2 separate regions of the Callithrix jacchus genome follow, and region 2 is linked to region 1. A link is a contact called in public Hi-C data. All regions are on one chromosome and are shown on one strand. Each heading gives the region's core, a stretch centred on a gene start, on an enhancer-like site or on the middle of the called end of the contact. The rest is flanking DNA. Distances are from core to core; before and after follow the strand shown. Region 1 holds the start of WDR82 (WD repeat domain 82). Region 2 holds the start of SEMA3G (semaphorin 3G).

Evidence for each region. Hi-C and Micro-C count contacts between places; a contact is called where the count stands out from the background.
Region 2: a Hi-C map of skeletal muscle shows a contact between it and region 1, with 5 times the contacts expected there. The contact joins the promoter of SEMA3G here to the promoter of WDR82 in region 1. A contact is called at or near these places in 3 of 3 Hi-C or Micro-C datasets (induced pluripotent stem cells and skeletal muscle).

Annotation. Positions count from the first base shown.
Region 1 is chr15:34,811,083-34,817,007 of calJac240_pri, reverse strand. WDR82 (WD repeat domain 82) reads left to right here and starts at 2,805. Exons shown (of 9, transcript XM_035275724.3): 1 at 2,805-3,020. The coding sequence starts at 2,869. It overlaps GLYCTK (glycerate kinase), which reads right to left and starts at 3,781. Exons shown (of 6, transcript XM_078351072.1): 1 at 3,620-3,781; 2 at 1,176-1,308; 3 at 1-99. The coding sequence starts at 60.
Region 2 is chr15:34,971,941-34,977,865 of calJac240_pri, reverse strand. SEMA3G (semaphorin 3G) reads left to right here and starts at 2,657. Exons shown (of 16, transcript XM_078351119.1): 1 at 2,657-2,847; 2 at 3,753-4,571; 3 at 4,697-4,759; 4 at 5,013-5,132; 5 at 5,405-5,495; 6 at 5,622-5,738; 7 at 5,898-5,925. The coding sequence starts at 4,476.

The DNA of each region.
Region 1 (5,925 bases), core at 1,556-4,055:
CAGGAATGGATGTAAGGGGGCTCGGGCCAAGCGGGGCAGAACCTGCAGGGCTGCAGCCATGCCCCACTGCTCTCAGCACTGCCTGGGACCCATGGCTGCCTAGAGGGAAAAAGCACAACTGAGGCCCTTGCAAGGAAAGGACAGGAGGTCCCCCACAGCTACCCCTCTCAGGGCTCAGGGCCAGTGGACCCCACAGCTGCTGCTACAAGAAGGAGCCATCTGATAGCCCCAGGAGATTTCTTGAAGCTCACAGCGGCAGGATCTCACTCCAGTCCTTGGAGACCAGCCCTGCCACTCAGCCACGTCCTTCTCTTCTGCAGACCACACGCTGGCTTTCTGGATACCCTGACTCAAGTCCAAAGTTCCTCTTAGCTGGGCCCTCCTCCTAGGCCATCCCTTTGGCTGGGAGTTAATCATTGACAGAGGGAGTAATTTCTACCAGTGGGATCCCATCCCACCCCTTTTCCACCCCCTGCATTTCCGAGCTCTTACCCAGGGGCAACACCCCTTTCTGGCACTCCTTCCTTGCCTCTTTACCACCTCTGCTGCCAGGAGGCTGTTGATTGTCCCACCAACTGACCCTGAGCCCACTGACCTCCAGCCTATTCTATTTCATTATCTCATGAGACTGGGATTAGGAGCCTAGGAAGTCAGAGGCTACAGGAGGCTAAAGGTTTATCAGATCAAGCCCACAGAACATCCTCAGGGCATGCAATCTGAGGAATCCCAGTATTCAGGACCAGTTTAGCAAGAAATTTAGGTTTAAATCAGGAATTGGAACAGTCTGGCTCATGGTGGAACCTTAGGAAAGTGCCCAGGCACCATGTGAGGCCATGTGCCATGAGCCCAATTGCAGGACAGAGAAGGATGCCCTTCTACCCACATAGCTGGCCAGACCCAACTCTGCCATGAACACCCCTTCTGGTTCCAAGACAACAAAAACAAGTCCTAAGCCACACCACCCACAGTGGTGAGAGCCCAGGGGCTGAAGTAGGCAAAGGCCAAGCTCCCAAAGCTGAGCCCAAAAAGCCATTTTCCCCACTGGGCAGAGTAAAAGCTAAAGAAGCCTTGGACTGAAGGTCAGGAATCTGCAGAGAGGTGTAGGGACAACAAAGACCCAAAGAGCCCATCTCTACCACAGATGTACTATTGCACCTACTTTAATAAATGCCTACCATAAATGCTGCAAGCTGACTTCATCAGCAAGTAAGGATTGAGCAGGGTAAGGATGCTGGGAATTGAGGTTTCAGCTCTACTACACGTTTGCTGAGTGGCTGGGACACCTCCATTGCTCTCATTGGGTCTCATCTGCAAAATGGGACATGAGGTGAGATTAACACTAAGCTTTCCCCTTGACACCCTCAGGTTCTCTGATACTGTCCACTGTAACAGAGACGATCTCAAACACCAGTTTACCCCACACCCAAAGAAGGTGGTTACTTCTAGACTCTGGCCATTCTGCCTGCCTAGTTCTCAGCTCTCCCACAGGAGAAGACAGCTGTGCCGGACTTCTGTTGTGAAAGGGAACACAGAGGGCATGGTCATGGGGATTCTGAAAATGGGTACAGTTTTTGCCAGGGGGACCCATGGGGCTTGCCCATTAGGCTTGGAGCTAAAAGCATCCTAGTGGGCCGGGCGCGGTGGCTCAAGCCTGTAATCCCAGCACTTTGGGAGGCCAAGGCGGGTGGATCATGAGGTCAAGAGATCGAGACCATCCTGGTCAACATGATGAAACCCTGTCTCTACTAAAAATACAAAAAATTAGCTGGGCGTGGTGGTGTGCACCTGTAGTCCCAGCTACTCGAGAGGCTGAGGCAGAATTGCTTGAACCCAGAAGGCAGAGGCTGCAGTGAGCCGAGATCGTGCCATTGCACTCCAGTCTGGGTAACAACAGCGAAACTTCGTCTCAAAAAAAAAAGCATCCTAGCAACTAAGGTCCTTATAGTTTTGTATCTATTTCCCAGATGGACAAGAGCCTGGAAGATCCCAGCCTTGCCACTGGATATGAGCACAAGGCAGGGAACGCTCAATGCTAAGGCTGCCAGAGAAAATACAGGACGTCTGGTTAAATCTGAATTTCAGATAAACAATTTTTTTTGAGAGGGAGTCTCCCTCTGTTGACCAGGCTGGAGCATGATGGTGCGATTTCAGCTCACTGCAACCTCTGCCTCCCGGTAAACAATTTTTTTTTTATTTTTAAAGACATAAATTTTTTTTTTTTTTTAAGATATGGGGTTTCACCATCTTGGTCAGGTTGGTCTTGAACTCCTGACCTCGTGATCCACACGCCTCGGCCTCCCAAAGTGCTGGGATTACAGGCGTGAACCACCGCGCCCAGCCAACAAGTAATTTAAAAAAAAATATGTCGCACACAATGTTTAGGACTTAATGACAATTGTTCGTCGTTTATCTTAACTCAAATTTAGAGTTTGAGACCAGCCTGACCAACACGGTGAAACCCCGTCTCTACTAAAAACACAAAAATTAGCCGGGTGTGGTGGTGGGAGCCTGTAATTCCAACTGCTCGGGAGGCTGAAGCACTAGAATGCAGGGAGGTTGCAATGAGCCGAGATTGCGCCACTGCACTCCAGCCTGGGTAACTGTCTCAAAATTAAAAAACAAATTAACTGGCCGCTATGCATTTTCATTTGCAAAGTTCTACAATTCCATCGAAGACATGGTCTCTCCAAAACTCCAGGCGGTTCCAGAGCAAAACAAGGAAATAACAATACTACCGGCTTTGACTCCACCCTATCACGAAAGGGGGCTGGCGCCATTTCCGGTTCACCCAACCAGCAAGGGACGGAAATGACGTCATCCCTAGGTCGGGCCTTCGCGAGGGAATTGGCTGTCCCGTAATGCCTGGTGATGCGAGAAAGAAGGGCCTGCTGCCACCGGGAGCTGTCGTCGCCCAGCCCCGGGATTGATTCTAAAGGCCCTGTGAGCCCTCGCGGCGCAGACTTACCACCCAACAGCTCCGGGCCGCAGCGCCCGGCGCTGGAAGCCGGAAGTACTCGCGGGTACGCGGAGCGGAAGCCGGAAGTGTGGGTGGGTGGAGTGGGGCTGGCGGGTGCGAGCTCTTGCTGAAGCCGGTGTCTGGGAAAGGAGCATTTAGGGTATTGGCTCCTCTCTGGCCACCAATAGACCTGGAAGGAGTCACCTTCAGGCCTCACTGTCTTCATCTCTCCATTAGGCATAATGATCCCCGCCTCACCGATTGCAGTTTGTGTTTTTTTAGACGGGATCTCACACTGTCGCCCAGGCTGGAGTGCAGTGGCGCGGTCTCGGCTTACTGCAACCTCCGCCTCCTGTGTTCAAGCGATTCTCATGCCTCAGCCTCCCGAATAGGCTGCGCCCCTACGACCGGCTAATTTTTGTGTATTTTAGTAGAGACGGGCTTTCGCCTTGTTGGCCAGGCTGATCTCGAACGCCAAAACTCAAGCGATCTACCCACCTCAGCCTCCCAAAGTGCTGAGATTATAGATTTGAGCCACCGCGCCCGGCCTCTCCCTTCCTTTATTCTGTGTGATCAGTCAGCAGATGCACTCTGAGCTGCTGTTAGGTGTCAGGCACTGGGCTGAGCAAACGAACTGAGAGTCACTACTTCCCCACGACTCACCGCTTCTGGAGCCAAATTAAGTCATTCCCGCTTCTCTTCATGGCTTTAATTCCACAACTTACTAGTGTTCTTCCCTCTCTCACCATGGGCCACCAAATACAGCTCTGGCTTAGCAAGAGTTCTGTTCCGTGATCCTCAAGCATAAAAGCTGCATGTAAACGCGAATGACTCTGGTCCTTCCTCGCTGTCCCTGCTCTCTTCCTGGGCCCACCCTGAGCTGGCTTGATGCCTTCCCATATTCATTAGACGAGTCCTGATCAGGCTCCAAAACCACAGAACAGTTCACTGTTTTTTACTGATGTTTTCTTAGGGAGGTAGAAGGGAGAGTTGCGTCACAAATCACACACTTGATTTTCTAACAATTTTATTAAAACGTTTCTCGGCAGGGTGCAGTGTTTCAAGTCTATAATCCCAACACTTGGGAGGCCAAGGTGGGTGGATCATTTGAACCTAGGAGTCCGAGACCAGCCTGGCAACATGGCGAAACTCTTATCTCTACGAAAAAAAAAAAAATTAGCCAGGTGTGGTGGCATGCTCCTGTAGTCCCATCTACTAGGGAGGCTGAGGTGGGAAGATCACCTGAGCCTGGGAGGTAGAGGCTGCAGTGAACCTTGATTGTGCCACAGCCTGGGCCCCTGTCTCAAAAAAAAAAAGCAACAATACAAAAACACACTTCTTTCTTTCTTTTCTCTCTCTCTGTCTCTCTCTCTCTCTCTCTCTCTCTCTCTCTCTCTGTCTCTCTCTCCCTCTCTCTCTCTCTCTCTCCTCTCTCTCTCACTGCAACCTCCACCTCCCAAGTTCAAGTGATTCTTATGCCTCAGGCTCCAGAATAGCTGGGACTAAAAGTGCCTGCCACCATGCCCAGCTAATTTTTTTTTTTTGAGACAGAGTCTTGCTCTGTTGCCCAGGCTGGAGTGCAGTGGCGTGATCTCGGCTCACTGCAACCTCCACCTCCCAGATTCAAGCGATCCTCCTGCCTCAGCCCCCCTAGTAGCTGGGATTACAGGCACATGCCACCATGTCTGGCTAATTTTTAGTAGAGATGGGGTTTCGCCATGTTGGCCAGGCTAGTCTCAAATTACTGACCTCAGGTGATCCACCCTCCTCGGTTTCCCAAAGTGCTGGGATTACAGGGGTGAGCCACTGCAGCCAGCCCATGCCCAGCTAATTTTTGTATTTTTAGTACAGACAGGGTTTCACCATGTTGGTCAGGCTGGTCTCAAACTCCTGACCTCAAATGATCCCACCTGCCTCAGCCTCCCAAAGTACTGGGATTGCTGGCATGAGCCACTGCACTTGGCCCAAAAACACATTTCTATCATCAACCTAAAAATCATCAAAAGGTTTGAGATCCAGTTAAAAGAATTTATTAAAGCATAAAGTGTGAGAGCAGCCATTTGGGTAAACAGACAATTAGTGCTCCCCAGTGTGGGGAAAGCTGAAGATTGTTTATATAGGCAAAAATAAGGTGCTGAAATTACAACATTTTCCAAAAAAGGCTAACATAAATACAAGATTTGACTGGCTACTATTGATTATACTTGAAAGATGTTGCTTAACATTCTATTGTAAAGAGGTAACAATCACAAAGGTCTCTATCTCCCACATCATCTAGTCTAAGTTTGAATGAAGAATAGGGAGTCTGGTTAATGTATAACATTTCAACCCAAAGGTCAGGAAGCAACAGTCATGCATCAGAGAAGAAAAGAAAGAAAAGGCTATGCCTGCTCAGTTTCCAGGGCTTAACTTTTCTCCTTCACATTATTAATTTAGCATGTCCTGAAATTTCCTTTTCTTTTCACACTCCCTACCTGCTCCCTTTGGCAGTTGCTACATCTCTCCATAGTTCTCTAAACTATGCCGTGCTCTTGTCATGAACTTTTCCCCTCCTCCGGCCCCCACTTCCAACTCTCTCACTGGTGTTCTCTCTCTCTCTCTCTCTCTCTCTCTCTCTCTCTCTCTCTCTCTGTCTCTGTCTCGACAGGGTCTCTCTCTCTCTCTCTCTGTCTCGACAGGATATCATTCTGCCACCCAGGTTGGAGTGTAGTGGCGCAATCTTGGAGGTCACTGCAACCTCCACCTCCTAGGCTCAAGTGATCCTCCCACCTCAGTTTCCAAAGTAGCTGGGACCACAGGCGTGAACAACCATGCCTGGCTAATTTTTTGTATTTTTTGTAGAGATGTGGTTTTGCCATGTTACCCAGGCTGGTCTCAAACTTCTGAGCTCAAGCTATCTGCCTGCCTCTGTCTCCCCAAGTACTGGGATTACAGGCGTGAGCCACCACACCCATCCTCCCTGGATTTTT
Region 2 (5,925 bases), core at 1,408-3,907, 160 kb before region 1:
TTCATATTGTGGTTACCTCTAGCGTCCTCAAGAGGCTGTGGTTTCTGCTGGGTGGCCTTGCTACCCCAACACAGGGCCTGACAAAGCGAGCAGTTTCGGGGCCTCCTGCAGTTCCCTCTTTGTCCACTAGATGGCACACAAAGTCCGTGTCTGGGCCCATTGATCCACGAATTCAGAGCACCCTTGGTGTCATTCCCACCTGCAGCTGGCAGGTGGAGGTGGGGGGTGCTTTAGAGACGATTCTTATCCCCTGCCCCCTAGCCTGGAAAACTGAGGTCCAGAGAGGGAGAGGATCTGACTGAGGCCACATACGTTAACAGGAGAGTTCGGAGTCCCAGCCTGCCACAGGCTTTTTCCGCAGCATGGAGTAGGCTGCCCCCACACCCTGCCCCAGTAGACCCAGGCCTCCCTGCAGCCCCTGCTGGGTGTCTGGCTGAGCTGAGACCCCAGGGTGGGCTGGCAGGCTGAGGAGTGTTGGGCCTCCGGCTTGTCGCTGGTGGCCACACGCTGGCTGAAGGGCTCCCAGCTCAGTCTCCAGTTAGCTTGGGCAGTGCGCTGGACACACCTCCCCAGGGAAACAGAGGCAGGAGCACTTTATCCTGGGAGGTTCCCTCAGCATGGGGTCCTCAAACACCTGCCTAGGACATGGAGCCCCTTGGGCTGGGAATGACCTCCCACCCCTAGCCAGGGGAGCTGGGGAGTCTGGCTGAGGCTTCAGGGAGATAGAACATCCTGGAATTGGGGCAGGGCCTGTTTGGAGGGGTCTCTGCTGTGGGCATTGGAGGCAGAGCCCAGGATATGGTTGCCCTGACAGCAGCCCCTGCGCAAGCCCGCTTGTCAGGTTATAAACCCTGCTTACACCCAGGGTGGCTGGTCCCTGGCCCTGGGAGGAGGAGAGGCAGACCTGGAGACAGAAGGGCCTTGACCAAGGCTCTCCAGCAGGGTCAGAGGCAGGGCTGGGCTGAGCTCCATCTCTGGACTCTCTGGGCAGTACCTTCCCACCTCCAGGCCAGTCCCCCACCTGCTGAAGGAGGCATGCGTGAGTGAAGGGAGATGGGGACAGGGAGGCAGAGTTGTAGGTCCCTGGGAGCTGCCATGGTGACCCAAGAAACCAACCTGTTTCCATTCCAGGATTGAGGTAGGGGAGGAGTGTGGGGTTCCCATACACTCAAGAAGCTCCAGAAGCAAAGGCGCGTCCCAGGAGGGCAGGACTGAGCTGGACCTATTCTCAGCCTGCTCTGTGGTGTGAGCCGGGCCCTTCCCTCTCTGGGTGCCCTCCAAGTTTCTGAACCACCATTGAGGGCCCAGGTCATTCCACGCAGGAGGGCCGACCTGCAGGACTCTTCTTGGGAACTCAAACTCCAGCTCAAGGTTGAAATCTCCTTAGTGCCCAGAACTCAGGTTCTGAGAGTAGGGTTTTCAGATGGGGTGAGGTGGGAGCATGGGGAGTCCCAGCACTCACTCTATGTTCAGGCTCTCAGTCTCATTTCCCCTTTGGCCTTCTCTGTGGCCTTCTGTGCCCCCTGCCCCTTAGTCAGCATTCAGGGCAGGGGGAGTGAGCTCTGAGAGATCATAGGTGTCTGTAGGGCCAATGACACGTGGGGTCTCTGGGAAGAACCCACCACTGACCTGGTGAAGCTCTGGACCCTGAGTCTCTGGAAGGACTGAAAGCCTGAGGGAGGCAGGGCAATGGGAGCTTCCCTAGGCGTAGGGTCCCCTGATGCCCCTGTCCCCTACCCTAAAGCAAGCCTGGTGAGCTGAGATGGGGCCTGTAGATGTGGGGAGAGGCTAGAGTGCCTGGAAGCCAGATGGGGGCAGGCCTGGGTGGAAGAGGCTGGGCAGTCTTCTCTCTTGCCACCTCTATGAAGTGTGGCCAGGCCTCAAACACCTACCTAGGACATGGAGCCCCTTGGGCTGGGAATGACCCCCCCACCCCTAGCCAGGGGAGCTGGGGAGTCTGGCTGAGGCTTCAGGGGGATAGAACATCCTGGAATTGGGGCAGGGCCAGTTTGGAGGGGTCTCTGCTGTGGGCATTGGAGGGGCAGAGAACAAGGCAGAGCCTGGCTAGGCCCTGACTCAGCCCATCAACCTTGACCTCTGATCCCTGAACCTCCCTTCCAGGCTCTCTCCCACCTTGTCACTTTGCTGGAGCCGGAGGACCTGCAGTGTGGACATCTCTCTGTGCACACTGCCCATGCCTCAGCTGGGAAGGCCTTCCCAATGGGGAACTGGCCAGTATGACAAAAGGCATGCGCCGGGCCAGCGAGATGGAAGGAGAAGCGGCCCCCACCTGGCTGAGCTTCCTCTCTTCTCCTTCTGCCTCTTCTCCTTCATCCACCTCGGCCACACACTCACTGCTCCTTGCTGGGATAAAATCAGGGCTCCAGAATGAGTGTCAGGGGGGTCTGCCCTCAGGGCCGCTGGGGGAGAGGAGGGGATGGGGAGGGTGGTGGTGGGCAAGAGAGGTCATGCCCTGGGCCCCAGCACATAGAGGGCAGGGACCAGACACCCTCCCTCCCACTTTTGTCCATTATCTTTGGGCAATAAACCAGGCCTCAAACTCACCCCCCCACCTCCTTCTGTCCCCCGCCCCTCTTCCCGCCCAGGACTGGGTGGAGCCAGTGCCTTATAAGTGGTGGCCTGGTGGCAGCCGAGCAAACTACAACCGGCAGCCAGTGGGACCAGAGGGCGGCTCTGCAGGCAGGCGGCAGCGGTGCCCTCAGTTCTCCAGCATGGCCCCCTCGGCCTGGGCCTTCTGCTGGCTGCTGGGGGGTCTCCTGCCCCATGGGGGTAACTCTGGCCCCAGCCTTGGCCTCAGCATGCCCCGCCTGCGGCTCTCCTACGAAGGTACTGGTCTCTGTGCGCCCCGTTTGTGTGTGTGTGCCCTGGGCTCTTTGGCACCTGGCCAGCTGCAGGGGAGGCAGCCTCTCCCTGTGCAGCTTTCAGGGAGTGGGAGAGAGGCAGGTCCTCAGAGACAGGACCGGGGTGGTGGTAGGAGGGACCTGAGGGGGACTGCTGAGAAAGGGACAGATGGATACCCTGAGAGAGCTCAATAAAGATGGGGAGGGGACAGAGGGAGGGATGGGGCAGGGGAGAGGGACGGACAGGGTGGGGCTGCATGATCTGTCTGGGCTCAGCTGGCACTTTTTGCCCAGGGCGGCCAATAGGACGGTGAGTGGGCAGCACCCTATCCCTTGGTCCCAGGGCCACAGAGAAGGGGAGGACCCCCCTTGCGGCTCACTTCCCAGAGTGGGCTTTCCTTTCTGCACCCTAGAAATGCCTCAGATCCCAGGGGGAGTTTCACTCCCCTCTGCCCATCTCAGCCTGGGAGCTCCTGTGTTCCACCCTAGGTGTGTGAGCTGGCTCAGGCCTCTGAGAACGGGCTCAGGGGAAGGCCCCTGAGACAGGCTCTTGGCAGATCCTTCCTGGGGAAACCAGAGAGGTGATCACCTTCCCCTGGGAAGCCCCATCTGAGAGGGAAGATGCCTGGAGAGTCTGAGGGGAATGTGGTCTTGTCCTGGGAGCTGTGGGTTTGGCGAGAGGTCAGATTACTAGAAGCCCCAAATAGGGAAAGTTCCTGAGGTACTGTCAACCAAGGAGAGTTTCCTGGAAGAGGCTGTTGATGAGTTTTGGGGGTGGAATGGGTGTTGGGCAGAGGTGCTTCTGTCAGAAGGGCATAGGACACTTTGGGCCTTCCTGAGGGTGACCAGCGCCCCCTTCCTACCACATCCTACTGCCCCCATTACCTCTAGCTCCCCAGCCAAGCCTGGAGGACCTACCTCAAGATCCTCAACTACTGGGACCAAGGTCCCCAGACAGCTCCTACTCTCACCTCCGGGCCGGGATGGCCAGCATCTATGGGGAGAAATTCCTCTTCGGCCACATCCCTGGACTGGAGGTGGGAGCCCTTCCTGCCATACCTGCCCTCCCCTGCACGCAGGCCGTTGCCAGGGGTCCCCTATGCTGGGAACAGTTTCCCCTGCTGGCCCACCCTCCAGCTGAGTCAGGCCTGCAGACTCCCGCCCTTCCTCTGGGCTCTTCCAGCACTTGGCTCTAGTTTCTGCTGGTTGGCGCCATCTTCCCTGAGTCCCTGGGGACTGGGCAGGGCACAGATGGGATAGTGGGAAGATGTTATCTGCACGATGAAGGGCTAAGGAATGGAGGGAAGAAGGCAGGGGACCTACCCCAGCCTAGGCTGGGCTGGGTGGGAGGCTCCAAGCCTCCTGTCCCACCTGCCTCCAGGAGCCTTCTAGCACCCGTGGATGGAAACATTTTCCAGATGTGAGATGTGAGTGTATGTGGTGGGGGGCAGTGGGGGGGGGGATGCTCAGCGGGGCCCCTGCCTCCCCTCCTTGGCTGAGGAGCTCAGCTGAGCTGTGGCCCTGATCCGCTCCCGGTACTCCCTCCTAGACCTCCTTTCCACCAACCGCTCTGCCGTTTTTCTGGGCCCCCGGGGCTCCGTGAATCTCCAGGCCATGTACCTAGATGAGTACCGGGAACGCCTCTTTCTGGGGGGCCTGGACGCTGTCTACTCTCTGCGGCTGAACCAGGCGTGGCCAGACCCCCGGGAGGTGAGCTGGACTGGCAGGGAAGAGGGTCTGTTTGAGAGCTGGGCACCTCCAAGTGGGAGGCCAGCTGGGGAAACTGAGCCTGTGAGGTCAGGGGAAGACCTGAGGTGAGCCAGGCTGTGTTCCAGGTCCTGTGGCCACCACAGCCAGGACAGAGGGAGGAGTGTGCTCGCAGTGGAAAAGATCCTCTGGTGAGTGCTATCGTGAGGGATGGTCCCCCAACCTGAGGCCCTGACCCGACCTCCAGGACAGTCTGTGGCCACAGCCCTAGGTGCCTCTTCTGGGGGCTTTTGGAGCAGATCCTGAGGGCCTCTGAAGGTCTGCTGAGAATGTCACACCCACCCCCTTCCCCAGAGCTGATTGCCAGACACGGCTGAGCCTTGGGGCCCAAGGAGATGCTGAGCACCCCCCTCACCCCTCAGCCACCCCTCCTTCTCCCCGCAGACAGAGTGCGCCAACTTCGTGCGGGTACTGCAGCCTCACAACCGGACCCACCTGCTGGCCTGTGGCACCGGAGCCTTCCGGCCCGTCTGCACCCTCATCTCAGTGGGTTACCGTGGGGAGGTGAGCCTGGGCCGGGCCCCACAGGGGACTGGGAGGCAGTGACATTTCCTCCCGGCTGCTTGAACGTTCCTATTGAGCCTGGGCAGGGACAGAGAGGGCAGGGGCCTGAAAGGCGCCTTTATGTTGGGGAGCTGACCGCATCAGAGGGGCCCTGGATGAGGACGCCTTCCGCCTGCCCCCGCCCTCCCGCCACATGCACATGAGGGCTGCTGCTTGTGTGTGGGCTGCTGGTGCTTCTCTCCCAGGTGACGCCCCTCCCTCCCTCCCCACAGCATGTGCTCCACCTAGAGCCGGGCAGTGTGGAAAGCGGCCGGGGGCGATGCCCTTACGACCCCAACCATCCCTTCGCCAGCACCTTCGTAGGTGAGTGATGCCCAGGCCAGGGTGGGAACAGGGAGGGTGGGAGCTGGCCTATGTCACTGGGAAGGGGGGGCCCAGCTGCTGGGCCTGGGCCTTGTCCCCAGCTCTGTTCCCTGACCTCCACCCCAGGCAGGGAGCAGTACACGGGTCTCACCGTTGACTTCCTGGGGCAAGAGCCCACGATCTTCCGAAGTGGAGGTCATCGGCCGGCCTTGAGTTCCAACCCTGACCAGAGCCTCTTGCATGGTGAGACCTTCCCTGGAACTGGCAGGGGAGAAGAGGCTACTTTCCCGCTGGGACACCAGCCTCCAGTGGGGGCCCCCTGCCATTTCCCTCGCCACTTGGTTCTGCTCCCATCCTGCCCTGTGCAGCCCCTCCACCAGTGTGACCATGTCACGCTTCCAGATCCCCGGTTTGTGATGGCTGCCCGGAT